Linked DNA regions of Mus musculus: all the other regions are linked to region 1. Evidence: chromatin contacts called from public promoter capture Hi-C data. All regions are on one chromosome and are shown on one strand. Each heading gives the region's core, a stretch centred on a gene start, on an enhancer-like site or on the middle of the called end of the contact. The rest is flanking DNA. Distances are from core to core; before and after follow the strand shown. Region 1 holds the start of Polr2h (polymerase (RNA) II (DNA directed) polypeptide H). Region 2 holds the start of Etv5 (ets variant 5). Region 3 holds the start of Tra2b (transformer 2 beta). Region 4 holds the start of Senp2 (SUMO/sentrin specific peptidase 2).

Region 1 (3,007 bases), core at 316-2,815:
TATAATATATAAATAAATTATATATTATATTACTTCATTACATTCTCATCATAGTTACTTATATATAGTATTAACATATGTTATTATATACTATAACATACATGTTATATATTATATCTAATATATAACATTATATAACTTATGTTATACATTGTCATGTAATGTGCATAGTATATAATACATATTGTATCCAAGAAATCAAATTTTCTATAACATATAGTTATACATATGTATATCCATAATCTACATATTATACTTTCTCTGCACTATATTCTTATCTTAGTCACTTGTTTACTGCTACCTCACCTGGAAGGCCTGTCATCTGTGGGGTTGTATTCACCATCATCCAAGGTACCATCTTCATACAAAGTACTAGCTATAACCAACCGGAACTTGTCACCTGAATAGAGCAGCAACATCAGGGTAAAGAAGTAGACACCTAAGACCAAAATCCTCTTGCCATTGCCCGTATTCAATACTTACCTAAGTCCACAGGGTAAATCTGAATGTTTACATCTAAGATGAGGTCCATCTTGAAAGATTCACTCTCACAGTGCAGCCGGGATACTGGGGAAGAGTGCATGACAGACATGATTACAAAGTCTATCGATGCCAGCTTGGGGTCAAATGCAAGAGATCAAATCATCTAACATGCACACACCCACCAGCCTCCCACAACTGCAATCAGAATCAGATTCACAAGAGGGAAGAAGGCAGTAACCTCAGCAAGTGACAGGGTCCCAAGCAAGCGGCAAAGCTCCTCCAGCAGTGGCCAGTCTCCAGGCTCTAACTAAAAACGCCTGGATGATTTAGACTAGAGTCTCACTGGTCCTGAGACTTCCTCTTTCTAGCAGGAGACACTGCTGAGGGAATCTGAGGGATGTATTCAAAACTGACATCTGTCTTAAGACATTTGCCTCCAGGCTAAGCGACACCAAGAAGAAACAACTTCCGGATCGTTGGGAAAATAAATACACCAAGCGGTCAACTGAATGAAATTCAGAGAGCTTCGGAAAGAGCTAACTTGTTCTTAGGCTAATACAAAATTATTGGTTAGGAAGGCAGGTAGGTAACTCGCTGCAAGACCTGGGGTAACAAAAGAGATAAGGCACCATCTACTTTTTCCAAGAATAAAGTTCAGAGCACGGTAGAGCACATAATAACTGTGTAGGGAGTTAGAAAGGTTCCCAGGGGTATGCCAGCACCCAGCTAAGGGCCACCCACCGGGCACCAGGCACCGCAAATATAATAGAAAAAGCTGTCTCAAGTTTCTCATTCACGAAAAAAAAAAAAAAACTGTTTCCTGAGGGAGGTACCGAGAGGGTGGGGCGGGCCAGCCACTTGGGGTGGGTGGGCATGTTGGCCACTTCCCTCCTACCGCCCCGACACCGCTTACCTCGGTCAAATTTCTTGCCTTCTGGGTCGATGTCTTTCACATCGAAAATATCCTCGAACAGGATGCCCGCCATCGCGAAGGGCACGAAAGCTGCAGAGGATGTGAGCGCGCGGCCACCACTGGGGATTCGCGCACCCCCTCACGTGGAGAAAAGTAAGACAGGGCAGAGTACCGCCCCAAAAGCGGCAACGAGGCCGAGGGCGCGTGCGCACGGGCTGCAGTCACGCAGCCACTTCCGCTGCCTCCTTCTCGGGGCTTCTTCACTTCCGCCGGGAAGGGCCACCTCCGAGGTGCTCGGGCCTTGTGGGCGAGTCTCAAAACTCGGTGACTCCGTCCAAGGCGGGGACAGATTAAGTCCCACCTCCGACGGGGTACCGCGCTGCGCCCGGCTCGACGGCGCCCTCTTCAGACTGTGGATCCCAAAGCGTGGAAAGCTTGGGGGCCTAACCCAGCCAGGAACCTTGATCCTTGGCCCAGAGAAGCCCGGCCCTAGCCCTTCCCTGAAGTCCGCGTGCCGGCCGAGGGCACAGTCCGCGCTGCAGGCAGGTGGAGCAGAACCCCGCCCGCAGAGCACCAGCCCTCCAGGACCCGGTGCCCAGCCCCTCAGACTGTCACCAAGATCCCCAAAGCTGGTGCGAGCTGGCTCGGACCAGCTAGACATCACCGGAGCCGGGTGCGTCCGGTTTGGGAATTTGCCATGATGTCACTCTCGGGGAAAGGAAAGCCCGCATTGTGCCCTCCCCTGGGGCTTCACCTCCTCGCCACTCCCGTCTTCCCTTGGCCCTGCTTGGCACTAGCCTCACACTGATCCCCTAGAACACTGCCAACTGAACTTGGTACTGCCTGTCACCCCACTATACCACCCTCTTCTGGACACTGAAGTGCGCCTTTCACTGGGAGGCGACAGCTCGCAATACCTTCTTTCTAGGTGCTACCTCCTCTCATTACAGCCCCTGTGCTGGGCACCCTCTTGTTTCTTGAATGAGTCTTCATCCTGGTACTATTCTTTCTCCACAGATTTCTGGACACTGTCCTCTCCAGTGGCTCCAACCTAACGCTGCCCATCCTCTTTGTGCCCTCGACACCTTCTTCTTGTCCTTCCCAGGACCCCGAAAGACAATGTGGAGCCTCAGTAGGCCGTTTCCTCAGGGCGTCAGCAGCTACTCAAATTCCCCCTTAAGCGGTGCCTGGGAGGAGCGACCTCTGCTCCCCCCCCCCCCCACACACACACACACACCCGCCTCCCAGGAGCGGCCTCCCCCGCACCAATAGCTCCCTTCCCTCGGGCCTCACCCCTTCCCGTCCCCTCCCACCTCCACCTCCGCCCCTCTTTCCAGGCCTAGCCATTCCAGGTGCACCTTCCCGGGGGAACCCGGAGGAAAGGAAGGAGAAAGGGAGGCAAGGAGGGAGCCGGCTCTCGGGCATCCTCCCAGATGCGTCTGAGCCGCCTGAAAGTGTGAAGCAGAGGCTGCCCCTGTCCGGTCTGGCTTAGAGAGCCCGAATTAGCTTTTGTCAGTAGCCCCCTACCCCAGTTCAAGAGTCCCCACATCTCCAGCCCCTCCCGCACAACGCTGCAGCCGCGGGAGAGCCCGTCCCTTCCACGTGCCAGCA
Region 2 (3,007 bases), core at 227-2,726, 1.7 Mb before region 1:
TGGTGCCCTTCCCAGTCTCCGGCAAAACCGATAACTCAGCCCACTGAACCTGGGTGCAGGTCTCATCCCAGCATTCAAACTGGTCAAGGACTGTAATCAACACACCAAGTACCAGCTCTGATCCACAAGCTTAGGGGGGAAAGGCCGCGGACTAGAAATCCACACCACGTGTTTCACTGTGGGGCACTGGGCACCCTTAGGGTAACAACTTGGGACCCGCTTTGCTGAGGCTCAACTCTCCAAACGCTGACACCTTGCTGCCCGGTTAGTAGAGAACAGAACTCGTTCACAAGCACCCTAGCGTCCTTGGGAAAAGAAGAGAACGGCCATTGTCGGTGGCAGGAGCAGGACGAGGAGTTGGAAGGGGCAGAGGATTGTTTTATTTGTTTCCTGGAACACCCTGTTAAGAATCTCAACAACTGCAGTCAATGCCCGATCCTTTGGCAAGCAACACTGCTTCTCCCGGTTCCCAGCTGCACGGGATCTAATTCGCAAACACACCATCTTGCATTCAACACTTAAATGGAAAACAAGCAGCCCGGGAGAGAAGCAAGCGGTCTAACTGCACGCACGTTTCAAAGGGATTTGTGCTTCCAAGGCCCTCTACCGGCCCGGTGCGATCCACGAACCGGGTTTCTGGCTGTAGCCTCTTGCCTGTAGAGCTCAGAGGCAATTATTAGCCCGAGAAGACGCGATCGGGTCGGGCCTTAGGCTTTGGCAACATGGGTACATCACTAAGATCTGGAAAAGCTCAGGTTTTTAAAGGAAGGTAACTACTTTTTTTTCCCACTGGAAACCTGGTTTAAAAAAAAAATTAAGGCTTCTCTTCAAGGTAGCTAAGATTAGAGGGCTCGGTTTCCGTTTTTTGTGTTTCTATGGGCCGAACGCCCAGGCAGGGTCAGCGAGTTTCTGTGTGTGGAATGACGAATTCCTCTCGCCTGAGTTCTAAAATGATAACTTAGCTCGCTGCTGCAGCTGCGAACGCCTGGCGCCAAGCGGCCCCGCGCGGGGGTGGCGGGAGGAGCGGTGCAGGCCGAGGCCAGGGGGAACTTCGCGAGTGGCCCCTTTAAGAGCTTCACTGACTCAGCTAAGCTTCCCCCTCAGGTCGCGTTTTTTATGAATGAAAAACGTCCTTACATTCATTATATAAACAAGCCGGTGCTGATTGGTCAATGGCGCCCAGCGCATAAATTATGTAAAACAGACCTCTGAGGGCGTTGAGGGAGGCCGACCGTTAGCCAATGGGCGCCGCAGATGATGGGGCGGCCCAGCTGGATTTGCCTGAAGACAGGGTAAACAAGAGGTGATGGGCAGCCGCGGGGATGGCCGCCGACCAATGGGGACGTGTGTGCTCTGGGCTGCGGGCCAATGGCGGCGGGCGGAGCCGGCGGGGGCCGGGCCAGTGCTGCAGCGGGTTGCAGGGCGGCGCAGAGTCCGGAGGCCGGCGCGCAGAGCGGTCTTCATCCCCGATCGCTGCGGCCCAGCCCGCCACGGAGGCGCGCAGGCGGGCGCGCGGAGTGGCCGCTCAGGTGCGGACTGGTTCTGGGTCCTCAGTTGGGCGTGCTTGGGGTGACTCCCGGAGCTAGCCGCCCCCTCCCCCCGAGGCCCGGTTCGGTTCGGTTCCTGGGAGGCTTCGGGCGGGGGCGGCTAGCGGTTCCGGAGCGAGCGGAGAACGGGTTTCCGCACGCCGCGGAGGAGGCACCCGGGGTGCTGGAGCGGGTGCAGGGAGCGGGGTGCCCGGCTCAGGCTACAGAAGCGGGGTGCAAGAACGGGGTGCGGGGCGCGAAGTTGTGGGCCCCCGAGGGCCCTGGGAGGCTCGCGAGAAGAAACGCTCCGCGACTCTTAATATGGGGGGTGGGGGGAGGCGAGCAGCAGTTTCAGGGGTTCTGCTTCAGAACCCCGAGAGTTAAATGACACCGACATGTGCAGCCTGAGGGTGCAGGATCTGCCCGAACTTCTGCAGGCCTGGCAAGTTGGAGACTGGGCAGCGGGCCCGCAGCCCCCCACTCCCTCCTCTTAGGGCTGAGGGTATTGGGGCCGCCTGAGCCACGGCCTGGGGGAAGAGAGAACCGGTTCCGAGGCTGCCGAGAGTGTGCTGGAACCTCGTGAATGATTCGGGGTCTCCCCCGCAAAGGGGGTACTGATTAAGTAGGGGGTGATGAGGGGAGGCGGCATGTGTGATCAGGAGCAAATGAGGCTGCTGGTATCGGCCAGCGCTGCACCTCGTTTTCTGAATGTGGGTGACTTTATGAATGAAGCAGGTTTCTTTCTTGGGCTCTGAGCTCTGAGGCTTTTTTTTTTTTCTCCCTTTTTTTTTTTTTTTTTTGTGAATGAAGCATTGAGCTTTCTTCCTAAAACGCTGGGGTGAGGGGCCTGCGTCGGAGGCTAAGCGTGCGTTGGGAGTGGGGGCGGGGGCGCAGCTGAAGGAGTTTTCATGAATGGGAAGGCTGGGAATTGGGTGGAAGTGTGTCTTGTTTTGTGAATGGGGCCGGGCGCGAGGGATCCAGTTACAGCCTCTACCTGCGGTGGCGGCCGCGGCTCCATCTCCCATTCATAAAACCAGGCTCGCTGCGCGCCACGGGGAGGGGCCTCGATCCGGTCGCTGCGCCCAGTTAAAGTTTTCCTGGGGGCACCCTGGATTTGGGGGCTGGGGGGGGGGAGCGACTACGACGACACAAAGGAAGTGGTTTAAACTCCAGGATGAACCGAAGCCTTCCCTGCAGGCTTTTAAAAGATACTTTGAACACGACGTTTCCAGCTCTTGAACTCGAAGGGCTGCTTAGAAGATCCTTGCTGCTGCTTTTGGAATCTCTTAGGGAAGTTTCTTTTTACCGATTTTTTTCAAAGGATATTTTTTTGCGCATCATGAGCTTCTAAAAATATTTTATCCTCTGGTTTTCCTACACGTTGTTCTCTTAACCCACAACAGACATTTAAGAATTTCTGAGGCCACAACTTAGTCAAAATTTTTAAAAATACAGCACAGAATTCTTTCTTCTCCACAGTC
Region 3 (3,007 bases), core at 237-2,736, 1.5 Mb before region 1:
TGATGACGTGGTTGGTGACTGTGTAAAGCTGGGCTGGCCAGATTAACTACAGTTCTTTCATTAATTAGCTTTTGTTTTATTCATTGAAACTGCGAGTGTTGGATCATCCTGTAGCTCAGAATATTCACGGAAGCTATGTGACTGTCGCTGGGCAGTAGTGCATGCCTTTAATCTCAGCACTTGGGAGGCAGAGGCAGGTTGATTTCTGAGTTCAAGGTCAGCCTGGTCTACAGAGTGAGTTCCAGGACAGCCAGGGCTACACAGAGAAATCCTATCTCGAAAAACCAAAAAAAAAAAAAAAAAAAAAAAAACCAAACCAAACCAAACAAGAAGACTGTCAAAATGGTATTCATCTCAAGAACTCATTTGGCATGGTTTTCTATAGATATCTTCAGTGTTCTTTCATGCTATCCTTAGAGGCTAGAGGGCAGGCGGCTTCTCCCAAACAGAAATCCATTACTACAGGCCCGTTTCTCTTGAATTATTTTCTGTTTTGTGTCACTTTTTGAAGGGGGCCCGCTCATGTAGCCCAGGTTGGCCTTAAACAGCTAACTGTCCTTGGGCTCACCTCTCATGCTGCGATTACAAGGATTACAAGTGTGCACCACCCTGCCTGGCTTTCCTTTCTCCATTTCTTTCTTTCCTTTCCATTTCCCCAGGTGGGAGTCAGGGTGGGGAATGAGACCAGGTTTCTCTGTGTAATCCTGACTGTCCTGGAACTCGCTTTGTATATTCGGCTTACCTGGAACTCACAGAGATCCGCCTTAAAGGCGTGTATTACCACACCAGGCCATAGGATTGATAGTTCATAACTATAATCCCAGGATTTGGGAGGCTGACCCAGAAGGGTTAATACATTCCTAACATCAGCCTAGGCTATATAACATACACGGTGGGTTCAAGGTCAACCCAGGCAACACAATGAGGCTTTGTCTCAAACCTCAATTTGTTTGTTTGCTTTGAGCTAGGGTTTCTCCGTGTAGACCAAGCTGTCCCCAAACTCAGGGATCTGCTTGTCTCTGCCTCTTTAGTGCTGGGATTAAAGGCATGCACCATTAATGCCCGGTTTAAATTGCGAGAGTTTTAAATGGAGGTTTTATTTAGGAAGGAAAGCTCTAGAATTAAGTCTAAATAAACGGGAGGTGAGAATCCAGTGTGTGGCTGTGTTCTCTCCTAGATCATGAGAGAACAAAAGGAGAGGAAACTAGTGAGACAGAACAAAGGCATGGAGGAATGTACAACCATCTCTTCTCTTCTTCCACCCAGGACGGTTCTCTAGAAGGTTCCAGAAACGAGTGTGGCAAGGCTACGGACATCACGGTGTCCCGAGGAGACCACAACAGACGCCCAAAGGCAGGCGCACACTTTCCCGCCACGCTGTGGCCGGGTACTAGGGGAGGGGAGGGGCAGGGCGGTAAGGTAGACGTCACGTCCGGTTTGGGAAGCGCCCCTGCAGGAGAAAGCGGTTGGAAGGCGCGTCGAAGTGGGAGGGGCCAGGAAAGCGCGCCTTCGGGGGAGTGGGTGGGACCAGGTTAAAGAGCGTGGCGTCACATCCGGCAGTGTTAGACCGGTGCGGAGGTGGTGCGGAGCGTGTCGGCTTCGAGCTCCTCGCAAAAGTGTGGCGTCGCGCTAGGCTGCGGCGGAGCCTCTGTAAGGAAGGCGGGAGCTTGACAGCTTCAGGAAAGGCCCGTAGCGGTGACAGCGACCCGGAGTCATGAGCGACAGCGGCGAGCAGAACTACGGCGAGCGGGTAAGCGCGGAGTTGCGCGGGCGGCCGCGGTCCCCACCCTGCTACTTCTTCTAGGCCTCTCGGCCCGGTGCAGCCGGGTGTCGGGAGCCTGACGTGCGGAGGGAGCCGGGGCGCCGGAGGGCCTGGTGGCCGGCGCTTCTCGTCGGAGGGAGGCCGCGGGCGGGCTGTGTGCCTCGCACCCGCCACGACCGTTTTTTTTTTTTTTCCTTTCCCCCCGTTACGGGGCGGGGGGAGGCTAAAGATGGCCGCGGCGTCCGTCGGCGTTGGGGGATGGGAACGGTATCTTCTTTCGCCGTTGCTCTCCTGCGAAGCCGCGCCGCAGCCATCTTGGGCTCGCGGGCCGGGCGCGCTGCCAGAGGCACAAAATGGCGGAGCCGCCGCTCCCTGCAGCCAGGCTTTGCCGCCTCGCCACCCGGGGTCCAAGGGTGAAGCGGAGAAAAGCCACGTGTGGCCGGGAGCCTATGGGGACTGACTGATGCTTTTCGGTTGATGGAGGGCCTCCTGGTCCCGGTAAGGGACAGCTAGCTGTAGGGGGCTCTTGGAGCATCTGGAGACGGAAACGGCTGAGGGGGATTGGGGGCCCCGTTAGTTGGAGGGCTTTGTGCTACAGCGTTTCTCCCATTGTTGAGAGCTTACTGGAATAGAACGCAAGGTCGTTAGGCGTTGTTGTATAGAGCCTCCCTACCCCTGGGGGGACTTGGGAAGGAGAAACCATTGGCGACAATTGATGGCGCTATTAAACTCTGAAGTCGACGGGATTTTATTTTTAAGCTTCCACCTCCCAGAGGGTGAAAATCGGTAGAGGTTGATTAGATTGTATACAATGGGCCTGGACTAGACCCAGCCCCAAAGCTGAACAAATGAGGCGCATGTGGCGTGGCTGTAGAGTTTAGATTAAAAACTGTCACGTGAAGATGCGGAAGTCCAGGGCTCAGTGAACAGGTAATTGCAGTTTGGAAACGGCTTACAAGCATCATAAGAATGGCTGTTTTGCCCTTCCTGTACTAACGTTTTTATTTTCGCAAAAAGTTCACAGGAACACTTAACCACTAGTTCACAGTTTATTTTTTTGGTTAGTAAACTCTAAAAGGCCTTTGACGGTTTGGTAGAGAGCATTCTTGGACTTCCATGGTGAACTTGAACCCAAAAAGAGTAATTTGAACGGATGTAATCTTTTATATACGGAGATGAGTCCCTAAGACAATTTAAAGTTCAGTGTCAACCAGTGCGTGCCTTTTACCTAAGGAAAGAAAGCGA
Region 4 (3,007 bases), core at 176-2,675, 1.3 Mb before region 1:
GCACTCGGGAGGCAGAGGCAGGCCGATTTCTGAGTTCGAGGCCAGCCTGGTCTACAGAGTGAGTTCCAGGACAGCCAGGGCTGCACAGAGAAACCCTGTCTCAAAAAACAAAAGAACAAAACAAAACAAAATAACCCACGAGCCCCCGAATGTAGTAAAGAACAGAAAGCAGCTAGAAGTCAAGGCTGGCCAGGACACATCCACACTCAGGTTTGGGTCGGCATACTGCTGACTCCGAGGGACTATGAATGAAAATGTGAGGCGATCACCAGTCCCTGTTCGATAAATATGCAGTTTCATTGTGCACCAGATCCAGTTGGGGGAGAATAAACTATTCTTACATAAGCATCAGTTTGAGAACTTTATAACATCTTAACCGATTCTTATCTGAACCCCATGGAACTGTAGAAGCCATGGGACTACATGCTACAGTTTAGCGAACAACCAGTTTCACCAATGACCTACATTCCTGGAGTCATCTATGAATCATTTTGATCTACTTCCCCTAATCCAATCTTTTGTCCACTTCTCTTGACCTGGAAACAAAAATAATCACCATCATCATAATAATAAGTGAAGTAGACATAGCAGAGGAAGGAAAGGGAGGGAGAATGTAAGAGTGGGAGACAGGGGGGAGTATAGAAGTTGTAGAATATTTTGTTTTCTAGATAAACCCTTAAAAGGGAAGACACTGTAAAGTAAATAAAGGAGTAGATGCTAAGTACTAATATTTGTCATTTCCTTCTAATTTTAACCGAATCTTACAAGAGTGCGGTACGTAAATACTTTCTGCCTCTTACAAGGATGTTAAAGAACAGGACCATTCCCTTCCCCTGCAGCCCAACACACACACCCCGACAGTTGCTGTCGAACAAGACAACTGCTGTTCCTCGGTGCGAAGACAACAGCACTCGCAGTCAAACGACTACGGGCAAACTCCTAACCTAGTGACTCGCTCCTGCGCTGTCCGCCCGCGACGACACCGGGCGACAGGAGCCGTATCCGGCGAGCAGCACATCGCCGGCCTCCCGTTCCCCTTCCGCTCGCAGCTAGAGGGACGGACTCTCCCCAGGCCTCCGCGGTCCCGTAGTCGCCGGTTCCCACAGGCCCGCGGCGCCCAACGCCAGCGCGGGGGAGGGGACCCGACCGGCGCGCGGCCACCTTACCTGCTGGAGCGCCGCCTCTTGAGTAGGGCGCGGGCCCCGGGCGCGGGCCGCTCACACAAGCGAAGAATGGTGCCGAGAACCTTAGCCAGCCATCTGTACATTCCAGGCCTGAGCAGCAGCGGCGGCCGACACACCCCGAGACGCGAACCCCAGAGCTGTCGCCGCCGCCGCCGCCGCCGCCGCCGCCGTCGCCGCTGCCGCTGCCGCTGCCGCTGCCGCCTTCGCCGCTTCAGCCGTAGCCAGGATCAGGCGCGGACTTGTGACGCCATCAGAGGGCCCACAGATTTAACGTTCCCCGGGCTAGGGGAGGACTCTCTAGAAGCCGTTGACGTCACCTTCTTCCGCCCAACGGGAAAGCGGCCTCCGGAGTCTGAGCATGCGCAGTCTGGGCCTGCTCCTTGTAAGCCTAGCAACAGGAAGCGGGACGGGGAGAGCGGGCTCTTGCGCGGGTCTGACTGGCAGACCGAAGGGCGGGGCTTTCTCTTTGGCAGAGCCAGTCAGGAGTCGATCTCGGGACAAGGCCCACAGACCCAAACCACGTGTATCGATGCTGGGCCGGGAGAGCTACCCAAGCAACCCGACAGTGGAGGGTTCTGTAAAAGAATGCGCAGGGTGGAAAATAGGTCAGGTTAGTTAATGAGTATGTAAGGGTTTGCGCTTTATTTTGTATATACATTGGTCTAATACTTTACCCGGATTGCCGTCATGTTTACAGCAACCGGACACAGTGGGGAATTTTAGGAATGTCATAAAAACCAAAGGTATATAGCAATTAAACCATGTGCCTAAGAAAATGGAGCTAACCACTAGCATTTGAGCCAGTCTAACTATTAGGGCTCATTCCGCACGCATACGTGCAAGTTTACTGGGAGAGACATTTTCATAGATACTTATAAATTAGAATACAAGGTCACCTGCTTATGTGATAAATGATTGTAATGCGCAATGGAACTAGAGAAAGTTAAACCAGATGCTGGGGAGTGAGTAGGGCAGACGGACACGACTTCTTAGGAAAAGCTTCCGAGAAACAGGGACTGAATGATTCCTGTGGCCTTTTCTAATCAGCTTGTCTCTTCCCCTCAGCTGTCAGGTAGCAATCAATTCTCATTATCCTCTCTGGGAATGTATACACTTTTCTTTTCTTCTCTTCTCTTCTCTTCTCTTCTCTTCTCTTCTCTTCTCTTCTCTTCTTTCTTTCTTCCTTTTTGTTGTTTTGTTGTTGTTGTTGTTGTTGTTTTTTGAGACAGAGTTTCTCTGTATAGCCCTGACTGTCCTGGAACTCACTTTGTAGACCAGGCTGGCCTCGAACTCAGAAATCTGCCTGCCTCTGCCTCCCGAGTGCTGGGATTAAAGGAAAACCATTAGAAATAAATGTCTAAATAATATCTCCTATGGACTTAAGCATAATGTCTGGGAGTGCAGTCCCTTGAAGTATTAAAAACAGTCTCAAAGCCGGGCGGTGGTGGCACATGACTTTAATCCCAGCACTTGGGAGGCAGAGGCAGGCAGATTTCTGAGTTCAAGGGCCAGCCTGGTCTACAGACTGAGTTCCAGGACAGTCAGGGCTACACAGAGAAACCCTGTCTCAAAAAACAAAAACCCAAAAAACAAAAACAAAAACAGTCACTGCTGGGCATAGTGGCACATGCCTTTAATGCCGGCACTTGGGAGGTAGAGATAGGTGGATCTCTGTGAATTAGAGGCCAGCCTGGTCTACGCAATTAGTTCCAGAATAACCAGAACTAAGTAGAAAGACCTTCTCATAAACAAACAAAACAACAACAACAAAAACCAGGCTCTATCTTTCCTATTGGGTGTATAAGGCCATATGCTAATGAAAA

Evidence for each region. Promoter capture Hi-C pulls out the DNA fragments that hold promoters and counts their contacts.
Region 2: a contact with region 1 is called in a promoter capture Hi-C map of pre-B cells, with 4 times the contacts expected there. The contact joins the promoter of Etv5 here to the promoter of Polr2h in region 1. A contact is called at or near these places in 4 of 39 promoter capture datasets (the HPC-7 cell line, liver and pre-B cells), 1 of 115 datasets of contacts at active chromatin or transcription factors (astrocytes) and 2 of 9 other capture datasets (adipose tissue and liver).
Region 3: a contact with region 1 is called in a promoter capture Hi-C map of pre-B cells, with 5 times the contacts expected there. The contact joins the promoter of Tra2b here to the promoter of Polr2h in region 1. A contact is called at or near these places in 3 of 39 promoter capture datasets (the C10 cell line, liver and pre-B cells) and 1 of 115 datasets of contacts at active chromatin or transcription factors (embryonic stem cells).
Region 4: a contact with region 1 is called in a promoter capture Hi-C map of pre-B cells. The contact joins the promoter of Senp2 here to the promoter of Polr2h in region 1. A contact is called at or near these places in 3 of 39 promoter capture datasets (the C10 cell line, liver and pre-B cells), 1 of 484 Hi-C or Micro-C datasets (large pre-B cells), 1 of 115 datasets of contacts at active chromatin or transcription factors (astrocytes) and 1 of 9 other capture datasets (embryonic stem cells).

What each region holds. Positions count from the first base shown.
Region 1 is chr16:20,716,384-20,719,390 of GRCm38.p6, reverse strand. It overlaps Polr2h (polymerase (RNA) II (DNA directed) polypeptide H), which reads right to left and starts at 1,565. Exons shown (of 5, transcript NM_145632.2): 1 at 1,397-1,565; 2 at 484-567; 3 at 307-400. The coding sequence starts at 1,469. Clcn2 (chloride channel, voltage-sensitive 2) reads left to right here and starts at 2,755. Exons shown (of 24, transcript NM_009900.2): 1 at 2,755-3,007.
Region 2 is chr16:22,438,039-22,441,045 of GRCm38.p6, reverse strand. Etv5 (ets variant 5) reads left to right here and starts at 1,476. Exons shown (of 13, transcript NM_023794.2): 1 at 1,476-1,529.
Region 3 is chr16:22,264,484-22,267,490 of GRCm38.p6, reverse strand. It overlaps Tra2b (transformer 2 beta), which reads left to right and starts at 1,486. Exons shown (of 9, transcript NM_009186.5): 1 at 1,486-1,750. The coding sequence starts at 1,715.
Region 4 is chr16:22,007,902-22,010,908 of GRCm38.p6, reverse strand. Senp2 (SUMO/sentrin specific peptidase 2) reads right to left here and starts at 1,425. Exons shown (of 17, transcript NM_029457.3): 1 at 1,167-1,425. The coding sequence starts at 1,267.